Linked DNA regions of Mus musculus: region 1 is linked to region 2. Evidence: chromatin contacts called from public targeted proximity ligation data. All regions are on one chromosome and are shown on one strand. The core of a region is the stretch at or near the end of the contact, and the rest is flanking DNA. Distances in the headings are between cores, read along the strand shown. Region 1 holds the start of Cpeb3 (cytoplasmic polyadenylation element binding protein 3). Region 2 holds the start of Pcgf5 (polycomb group ring finger 5).

Region 1 (5,018 bases), core at 177-2,676, 800 kb before region 2:
CACCTCCCAGCCCCAGTAGTTAATGGCTATAACCTCAATCAAGAGAGGGCCTTCATTTAATAAGTTTCAAAGCTGAATCTTAAGTGCATTGAGAGCATCACCTGCTGAAGTGGGTGGCCAGTTAGTCTATTTAGAGTTGCAAGCAACCTCAAACATTATGAATTAGATCGACCAATTGGTCAGAACAGCAAGCAGCTGCCTTGGTGAAAAGGTGGATTTAATTTAGTTTCCAAAAACTCACTGGCTGGAATTTAAACGGCAGAGGGCAGTGCTGTAGACTTTCTCAAAGAGTTTTAGTGGCTGGAGACCCCAGGAATGGGCAACTGGTCCCAGTACAAGCCCAAACGTGTCTGGGAACTTAGCGATCGTCAAGTGTGCTACGTGTTCAATGTTGCATGCTTGTGGCTGTTTTCCATAACCTCTACTCTAGTGTGACCGACCGTTAAGGCTCCCTTGTGGATATTCTGACCTTACGGTTTGGGGGTAGGGATGGGATTGGGGGAGGGTGGTGGGGGAGTTGGAAAGAGAAACGAAACCCAGGCTTTAAAAGAAGGAATGCCTATCCTTGCATTGTGAAAGTGCAAGGGACCAGTCTCCAGAATGACAATCGGGTACTTCCCAGTGGCGTCGCTGTCAACCCCTTTACTACATTGTCCGGGGAGGAGGGGGAGAAATAGAAACTAATACTATGGGTTAACAATAGCGCCTCTTCACCTCAAAAAACAAAACAAAACAACAACCAAAAAAAAAAAACCCAAACAGGCTGGCGGCCAAAGTAGACCTCCCTCCTTTAACTAAGTTTCAAAGTCTACGACCCTGACCTCTCGCCCGCTCTTCTCCCCAGTGCCACCTCCAAACTCAGAGCCCTTTTCCCGGCCTCCGGGCCGTGGAACTCTCGGCGGACGCCAGGATCCCCGCTCTCGGGGCCTCGAGGCCAGCATGGGCAGGCCCAGGACGAAGGCCGGCAGTTCCCGGCCCCACGTTGCTCCTACCTGTCCAGCATCTGTTGAAGGGCTTGGTCCGGCATCTTCCGCGGAGCCGGCGAGCTCGGCCCTCGCCCGCAGCCCCGCTCAGGGCCAGGCCCCGGGACAATAGCACTGAGAGGCGGCGGAGTAGGCCTCAGTCCCGCGGCGGCCGCGGACCCGCCACACAGCCTCCCGGCGTGGCTCCCAGAGGCCCGCGGTGGCGCTGCGCGGCCGGCGGGCGACCGCAGAGGGCGGCGGGGAGTGAGGAGGAGGAGCCTGGGGCCGGGAGGCGGCGGTCGCGGCCCGGGTTCCTGCCGGTCCGCCCAGGGTTCCGGTCCATGGACCGCCGGGGCGCCGAGCTGCTGCCGGCGGAGGAGCTACCTCTGTGAGGTAAGAGTCGCCGCCTCCGTGCGCGCCGGGGTCACGACGCAGGGGCGGCTCGGAGCAGCCTGGGAGATGTAGTCCTCGGACCGTCCCCGCTAGAGGCTGCACAGCCCGCCGGGACCCCCGCCGCCGTGCCCGCCGCCGCCGGGCCGGCGCCCTCCCGTTTCCTTCCTCCAGGGGGAAAAAAAAATGTCCTTCGGGCCGCTGTCCGGGAAGCGGCAGCATGTGGCGCTCCGCTGTCAGTAGCAACAAGGTCAGCGCCCCTTCTCCGCGTCTTGTCCCCTCAGCTCTCGCGCTCAGGTGGGACAGAGCCAGGTGAGGGGTGGCGGCGTGGAGGGCCAGTTTCTGGGCCGGGTCAAGTACGCCGGGCCGCGGCGGCGCGAGGCCGGGCGCTCGGGTCAGCCTCGGCCGCGTCAGAGCCCATCTTCGGGGAGGGACAAGTGGCTTAGTGCGGGGCTGCTCTGGAGGGGCGTGTGGGTAACCCGACTGTTCGCACCGGCGCCTCTGTGTGTGTGTTGGGGACATAGGAGAGCATGGGGGGTGGGACGCGAGCAACCACTTTGCCTGTCCAGGAACCTTCTCGGTTCTGGTGCTGTCGCCCAGCCTTCGAGGGCTTGCGGGCAGCCTCCAAAGGGGACACGCTGCTGAATAAACAGCCCTTGCTTGCTCAGCTGTGGGTTGTCAGGAGTGTTTGTTTCTTTCCGCAGCTGGTCACCGTTAACCATTCCTAAGGCTCCTTGACACTTCTAAGCAGGTGGATCCCGGCCGAGGGATCAAAAAGGGAAGAAGTGACAAATCACGCCTCTGTCTTCTCTGACGCCGGAAGGGATAGCTTTGGAGGGGGGAAACGAGCTGTTGTTGACTTAAACCGATGCGTAATTTGGACGACCTGTGGCATTGTTTAGCGCTGTGATTGGTGGGATGTTTTGCTAGTTTTCCGTTGGTTGTGCCTACGGTTTTTTGGTTTTTTGTTTTTTTTTTTTAAACTTCTACAAAACGTTTGCTATTTCTTTAAATGAAAATGTTTCTTTAAATTTGAGCCTGGAGTGGTTTCTCAGGCCTATAATTCCAGACTTGGAAGACTGAGACAGAAGGATTACCTGGTCTGTATAATGAATTCCAGAGTAGCCTAGGCTAAATAAATAAATAAATAAATAATCAATCAATCAATTAATCAAGGATATGGTAGGCGTCCAATCCCGTAACCCCAGCACAGGAGAGGAGGAGGCAGAAGGATTAGGAGTTCAAGGTCAACCTCTAACTCTAATTAGTTTGACTCTGTCTCAAAAGGACAAACAAAAAGCTGCATAGGCATGGCCAGCAGATCTGGGAGGGTCTTCACAAATTCAAAATCAGTTCGGGTTACAGAGAGAGACCCTATCCCACAACAGTAACCATCAAAGCTACTTTTGTTTGTTTGAGTTTTTCCTTGGCAAGGACTATGTATCTGCAACACAGGGATGACTGGACTTGGAGATCCTCCTATCTAGAGCTCCCCATATCTGGAATTATATAGGCATGGCCCACCACACCCAGAACCGAAAGGCTTTCAAAATTATTGCTTAAGGTAGTTTGTTTTTTTTTTTTTTTTTTTTTTTTTTTTTACAATCAGCTCTTACCTGTGTAAATCTATTTTTGTACTAGTGCGTCCATGGTCAGGATATATAAATAAAATACATAAATTTATTCGACCTCCAATTTCTGAAATATGCATTTTTATGTTTGTTTATTTATTTTGAGACACGTTCTCACCGTGCAGCCCTGGAATTCACTAGGTACACTAGGCTGAGCTTGAACTCAGAACTTTGCCTCCCTCTGTCTCCTGTGCTTAAAGGCTTGTACCAACAAACAAGGCTACTTTTATTATTTTTTGTGGGGGTACACGTATGTGGGCAGAAGTCTAAGGTCAGCTTTGGGTAGATTCATTTATTGTTCTCCAGACTGGGTTTCTCAAAGAACCCAGAGCTTGTTGGTTACCTAAACCAGCTGGCCAGAGATCTGCCTACCCTTGTCCTCCCTGGGGCTAGGATTGTAGATGCCACAGGTACACCTGGCCTTTGTGTGAGTACTAGGGGCTGGAATTTGGGTCTTTATGCTTAGGTTACAAGTACTTTGTATCTAGAGCCTTGTACTGGCTAGTTTTGTGTCAATTTGACACAGCTGGAGTTATCACAGACAAAGGAGCTTCAGTTGAGGAAATGCCTCCATGAGATATAACTGTCAGGCATTTTCTCAATTAGTGATTAAAGGGGAAAGGCCCCTTGTGGGTAGGACCATCTCTGTGCTGGTAGTCTTGGTTCTATAAGAGAGCAGGCTGAGCAAGCCAGTAAAAAATATCCCTCCATGGCCTCTGCATCAGCTCTTTCTTTCTAACCTGCTTGAGTTCCAGTCCTGACTTCCTTTGGTGATGAACAGCAGTATGGAAGTGTAAGCCAAATAAACCCTTTCCTCCCCAACTTGCTTCTTGGTCATGATGTTTGTGCAGGAATAGAAACCCTGACTAAGACAAGCCTCTAGAAGCATGGTTTCATGAAATATTTTAGGATACTATAATTAATATTCCTTCTCATGAAAAGAGAAATAGGCTGCCAACCTTTGGAAGGAAAATGAGTAGATTAAGCAGAGTGTGTAATATTTAACTTTTTTTTTTTTTGCTTCGTGTGCTATGTAAGCCTGCTTCTAGTGTGCGTATCTCTTTTAAGCAGTTAACCATGTGGGATATATGCTGACACAATGTCCATTTAGCTTTGGAGTTTATATTAAGGGGAATTCCCATTTCTTCTTAGATTTAAAAAAAAAATGATGTTGTTGTTGTTTTGTATGTTTGCCTGAGGATCTTACATAGCACAGTCGGCCTGGAACGTAAGTAAAGTGTGATCTAGATCATGATTTTCCTGCATCTGCCAAGTGATAGGATTACAGGTCACCAGCTACTATGACCAGCTCTTCTCTTGTTGGTTTTCTTCTTCTTTTTTTTTTTTTTTAATTAAGAAAATAGATTTATTCTTATGTGTATGAATGTTTTGCTTGCATGTATGTTTTTGTATTACAAGCATGCAGTGTCTACAGAGTCCAGAAAGGGGCATTAAATCTCTTGAGACTGTGGTCACAGATAGTTGCAAGTCATCACATGGGTAATGGGAATTGAGCCTGGGTCATCAAGATAATAGTTAGCTCTCTTAACAGCTGAGCCATCTCTCTAGCTTCTGTTGGTTTGTCATCACCCCCCCCCCCGCCGTCCCCCCCCCCCACACTAGTACTTCTTTTCAGGTAGGATCTTGCTCTGTAGTCCTGGCTGGCATGTAACTCACTAGATGGCTAGGTTGTACTCCATTTTGCTGGAACCCTCTGCCCTCGCTTCCTGAATAGTGGGATTATAGGTGTGGTCCACCATGCCTGCCCCCTCCTCCTTTTTAAAGATTGGGTTTCACCCTGGAGTCTAGGCTGGTCTATGTAACCTACCATGTCCTTTAACTGGAGGTAATCCTTTTGCCAGAGATGTCCAAGTTCAGAGATCTGCAGGGATGACCCATCACACCCTACTCTGTATTCTGACCACCACAACAAGCGCTGTCAAATGTATGCTGGCCCACCATCAAAAACAATATAAATGTATTTCGTACATAGATAATTTGTGGCGAATGGTAGTCAGCCATGGGAGTAACCAGC
Region 2 (5,079 bases), core at 287-2,786:
CTGCAGGCTCCTATCTTCTGTCCAACATGCCTTTCCTCTTCATCACTGCACCATCCTTGTCCCTGTGTCCCTCTCTGACACTATCCTCACTGTAATCCCTATTTGCTAATGCTTACTTCTCCCCAGTTACTTTTTTTCACTGATTTAACATTCATTCATTCATTCATTCTTATTTTTCTGGGCTGGGTTTCTTATAGCCCAGGTTGGCATACAACTCCTGGTTTAGAGGGGATGACCTTCAATTTCTGATCCTCCTGCCTCCTCCTCCTTTAGCATGCCGGTAATACAGGTGTGACCCACCACTCCCAGTTTGCACTGTGACAGGGATCAAACTCAGGCACAGTGCATGTTAGGCAAGCACTCTACCAAAATTCATTCTTTTTTTCCTCTATTAGTGAGAAAGTTCTAACAGATACCAGCCACAGTTAGTCTCAAGTAGCTATTTATTTCATTGCTTTATTTGTAAGATAAAAATAAGAGCTCCAGCGACCTAGAAAGGCGATGATTAAATGAAATAGTGAACAGTGAAAACTGAAGAAATGTCATTAATTCTTCTTAGAATTTTACTAATCACTAGCTTGTTAGGTTATTTAAAAAGTTTTGCAAATTCCCTACAAGAAAGATGACCTTAGAAAACAATGAAGATGCTGATTTCAGTAGGTTCATCCTACACGAATCTCACTCATTAGGCAGAAACTTTTCCACTACCTTGGCTGTTAACACATAGGCGAGTATAAAATAACTGGAAAAGTCTAGAAGGCATCATTCCAGCAGCACACCCTCACTGTGAACGTTCAGGGTATAAGCTCGGAGCGTCTACTCCTTGGGAAAATAGTGTCAAGGATATGACAGAAAGTGTAATTTAATTAATTGCAATGTCGGGGTTCTGGCCTTCGTGACCTTCAGCAAAGCATTAATATCCTCGCCTGGGTCCCCGCTCCTCTCTCGACTTTCCCTTGCTCCCAGGACTTACGTGAGCGCTCGCTCGAGGCAAACCGGTGGGAAACGCAGTCCCAATCCCAAGCCCAGAGCCCTGTCACCCCGACACGGAAAGGAAGCGAGCGCTTGCGGTGTCGCGCGGCCGGCCGGCGGCAACTTTTCCGCGTCAGCCGGCGCGGGTCCCGGAGGTTCGAGCCCTTCACCGCCGGGCAGGTGCTCGGCTCAGGAGCCGGGGCTACTCGCGCGGGGACCACGGGACAGGACGAGTCTCCGCGGGCCGGCCGCGCCGCCCCCGAGCGCTGCCCCGAAACCCCGCGCGCCCGCCCCGCCCCCGAGCGGCTCCGGCTCCAGCGCCCGGCGCGGCAGGTGTCTGGGGCGCCGCGGCCGCCGGCGCAAACTTGGCGCGCGGCCGGGCCGCCCCCGCGCGGTACCTACCCAGCGGCCGCCGCCGCTCTTCAGCCCGCCGGCGCGCCCGCCTCCGAGCCCGGGAAAGCGAAAGAGAAACAGCGCCCGCCGCGGCCTGTCTGGTCCCCCGCGCCCTGTCCGCCCTCCCCCAGCAGGCGGGAGCGCGCGGGCTCCGCGGGGCCACTCGGCTCTGGCGCGATAGGGCGCGGCGGGCCTCGGGGCCAGGCCGGTGCCGCCTCCAAGGGCAGCTCCACCCACCTCCAACCGCCAGAGCCGCCCGCCTGCCCGCAGGCCACGCCTCTCTCGCCGACCACGCCCCGTCCCCACGCCCTTTCCTCGTGGGCCACGCCCCTTCCCGCCGGCCACGCCCCCAGCCCACGCCCGCCGGCTCGTGCTCCTCCTAGGCGCCTGGGACACCCTGAGTGCCCTGCCCCCCACCCTTGTTGCTCCTGTGTGACACGTAGCTGTGGCCGAATTTTATCTCCGTTCTTATCCTCGCCATCCCTCTCAGGGTTGTTTTCAGTCTTAACAATGACCAGTACGCTTTGCCTGGCCGGTTCAAAAGCAATGGTCAGCGTTGAGCACTGAGTCACCTCACTGAATTTTCTCCTTGGGGCGGTGAGATGGCTCAGCCGGTAAAGGCACTTGAAGCCATGCCTGAGGAGACTTGCTCAGTCCTCAGCATTCAACGGAAGGAGAGAATGGACAGAACGACCCCTGCAAGCTGTTCTCTGACCTCTATAGGTCAGAGGACAAACTCACAAACATTCATATAAATAAATATAACTTAAGACATCGAAGAACAGTTTCATAGGAGGCATTGTTCTCCACACTGGACCCACGAGGCCGTACTGGACATGAAGACACTGGCTTGCAATGAACCTTATTTAGAAATCACCATTGAACTTGTAGCAGTATGATAGGTCTAGCAATCAGAATCACTGACAAATACAGGTAAAGTGGTAAAAATTTATTGCTGTTTGCAAGGTTCAAAACAAACAAAAACCCCAGTGCTCTTTCTAGTGGACTTTGAGACTTCGGAGACACCATTCATTAACAGAAAAGGAGGATTCCTTGAAAGGTGACCTATACTCCTCTCCTACTGCTTTCCCCAAACTCATAAATTCCTACTGAGCATAACTTAGACCCAGTACTTCACTTCTTAGAAGACTATAATCTAGGATCCCTAGGATCCTAGGCAAAGCAAGGTAGCCATCACTTACTAACCAAATATCAAAGGAGAATTCTCCAAAGCGCAAGCTGCAAAGTAACCTTCAATCTTGCACACCAGAAAGAGAATCAGGGCTGCAGTTCCAGCATCTCTTTTGTACGAGCCAGAGCAAAGGTGGCTGAAGAATTCGGAGAGAATGCAGAGCATTCGCTTTATCTCCTCCAGACAGGCAGAACCTCTGGCTAGTGACAGATTGCGGAGGTGACTTCAAGAACAAAACAACAATCCAGGCGTGCACAGGTGTCCAGAGATATACCTCAAATTTAAAATGCACGGGGCAGAACAGGATGCCTTTAAAACTAGCCATTTTTATAACTAAACAGGTAAATTAGATGCAGGTAAAACAAATTCATTTGAATATCGCTGCAGGAAGAATACAGAGCTTTAAGTGATTATAATCCTCTTAAGGACCCCTTTTTGAAACTCCGACTCAAGGTTGGGATGACTTCTGCAAGACACAGTAATTACAGTAAGCAAAAGAAAACAAGTCAAGTGACTGTAGGCTTCATGTCTTTCATACTGAATGTATCCAAATGAGAAAAGCCAACCTATTTCTAGTATATTTAAAATAGGCAATGGGGCCAGGCAGTGGTGGCTCACACCTTTAATCCCAGCACTTGGGAAGCAGAGGCAGGCGGATTTCTGAGTTCGAGGCCAGCCTGGTCTACAGAGTGAGTTTCAGGACAGCTGGGGCTACACAGAGAGAAACCCTGTCTCGAAAAACCAGAATAAAATAAAATAGGCAATGGATTGCACACTAAGTTCTATTAAAATGTGAAATGGAAGATCCTGTTATATACACTGTAGCACACACACAATGGCCTAATATTGTTCTAGTTTGTGTCTGCAAGTGTTTTAAATGTCTTTTCCAGGAGTACAAACATTGAGAACTCCGAGAGGAATGCAGTTGGTGATCGGTAAGTGAGCTGCCCAGTATTTTCAGAAATGATCTTGGACTCGGACTCCGGGAGGACATACCCCAGCAAAGGAGGGAGAGAGGGAGTGCTGATGCCAAAGCCCTACGCAGTCCCCTGCGGTGGCCGTGGAAATGGAGATGCTGGAGTAAGACTGAGAGATGCCATTGGGTCCCATCCTTTGTGGGGACACCAGTGTTTTGAGTCCCTACTTACATTTGAAGCCAAACAGTGTCTTAGTCATCCATTCTTTGCTGTGAAGAGAAACTGAGACCAGAGACCACGGTAACTCTTCTGGAAGAAAAAGCACTTAACTGGGGGCTTGCTGACAGCCCCAGGGACTAGCTCATTTCCATCCCAGGAGAGGACATGGTGGCAGGCAGGTGTGAAGTAGCAGGCTGGAGAAGTAGCTAAGAGCTAATTCCTGATCCCAGTTAGGCCAAGAGAGAGAGTGGGCTCGGCATGTACTTTTGAAACCTGAAAGCCCACCCCTGATGAACTTGATAAGTAAGCATTCAAATATCTGGCTCAAATGGGACAATTCTTATTCACCAGTTTGCGATTTCTTCTCTCTCTTCTTTAGAAACCATCTGAGTCTCTTACCCCAAAAAAGTTATTTAAAAAAAAAAAAAAGCAAGTGATTTGCTTGCCCTGCAGATACAAAGCTATAAATTCCCAGTGCTTCGAGAAAATAAAACAATAAGACCCACGGAAAAGTAATTTAAAATATAAACATTAGTCTGATTAAAAATAACAACAAAGAAGCTGATGAGCTGGCTCAGTGGTTAAGAGCACTGACTACTCTTCCAAAGGTCCTGAGTTCAAATCCCAGCAACCACACGGTGGCTCACAACCATCCATAACGAAATCTGATGCTCTCTTCTCGAGTGTCTGAAGACACACTACAGTGTACTTACATATAACAAATAAATAAATAAATAAATATTTTTTAAAAATAACAACAAAAACAATGGCAAGATAGATCAACGCATTCCTGGTGCTCTAAGTATATAGCACTGGGACATGAATGTTTCACTTCATTTTACAGACACAAGACCCCCAACCCCCCACAAAGTGCAAATCCAAAAATCACAGCTGATTTGGGTTGAGCCAAGACAAAAGCATCAGTTCAGTTTTATTTATGCCTTTTAGAAATTCTCAAGTACATGAAGTTATGGGATACACAGTTAACAGAATAACTTAAGAACTGCCTGCCTCCCCACCCTACACAAATGGATGGAGAAGGGGCAGAAGAGGAGGAGAGCTAGTAACAGCACCCATTTCCACCACTCATTTTTTAGAAAGATTTATTTATTTTATATATATGAGTACACTGTTGCTGTACAGATAGTTGTGAGCCTTTATCTGGTTGTTGGGAATTGAATTCAGGACCTCTGCTTGCTCCGGTCAACCCCGCTTGTTCAGTCCTGCTCACTCTGGCCCAAAGATTTATTAACGATTATAAATAAGTACACTGTAGCTGTCTTCAGACACACCAGAAGAGGGCGTCAGATCTCATTACAGATGGTTGTGAGCCACCATGTGGCTGCTGGGAATTGAACTCAGGGCCTTCAGAAGAGCAGTTTAGAA

The links.
Region 1: a targeted proximity ligation map of astrocytes shows a contact between it and region 2, with 2.2 times the contacts expected there.

Annotation. Positions count from the first base shown.
Region 1 is chr19:37,203,879-37,208,896 of GRCm38.p6, reverse strand. It overlaps Cpeb3 (cytoplasmic polyadenylation element binding protein 3), which reads left to right and starts at 1,426. Exons shown (of 11, transcript NM_001290827.1): 1 at 1,426-1,602. It overlaps Marchf5 (membrane associated ring-CH-type finger 5), which reads right to left and starts at 1,352. Exons shown (of 6, transcript NM_027314.3): 1 at 993-1,352. The coding sequence starts at 1,027.
Region 2 is chr19:36,406,205-36,411,283 of GRCm38.p6, reverse strand. Pcgf5 (polycomb group ring finger 5) reads right to left here and starts at 1,536. Exons shown (of 10, transcript NM_001368691.1): 1 at 1,375-1,536. It also overlaps the pseudogene Gm9042.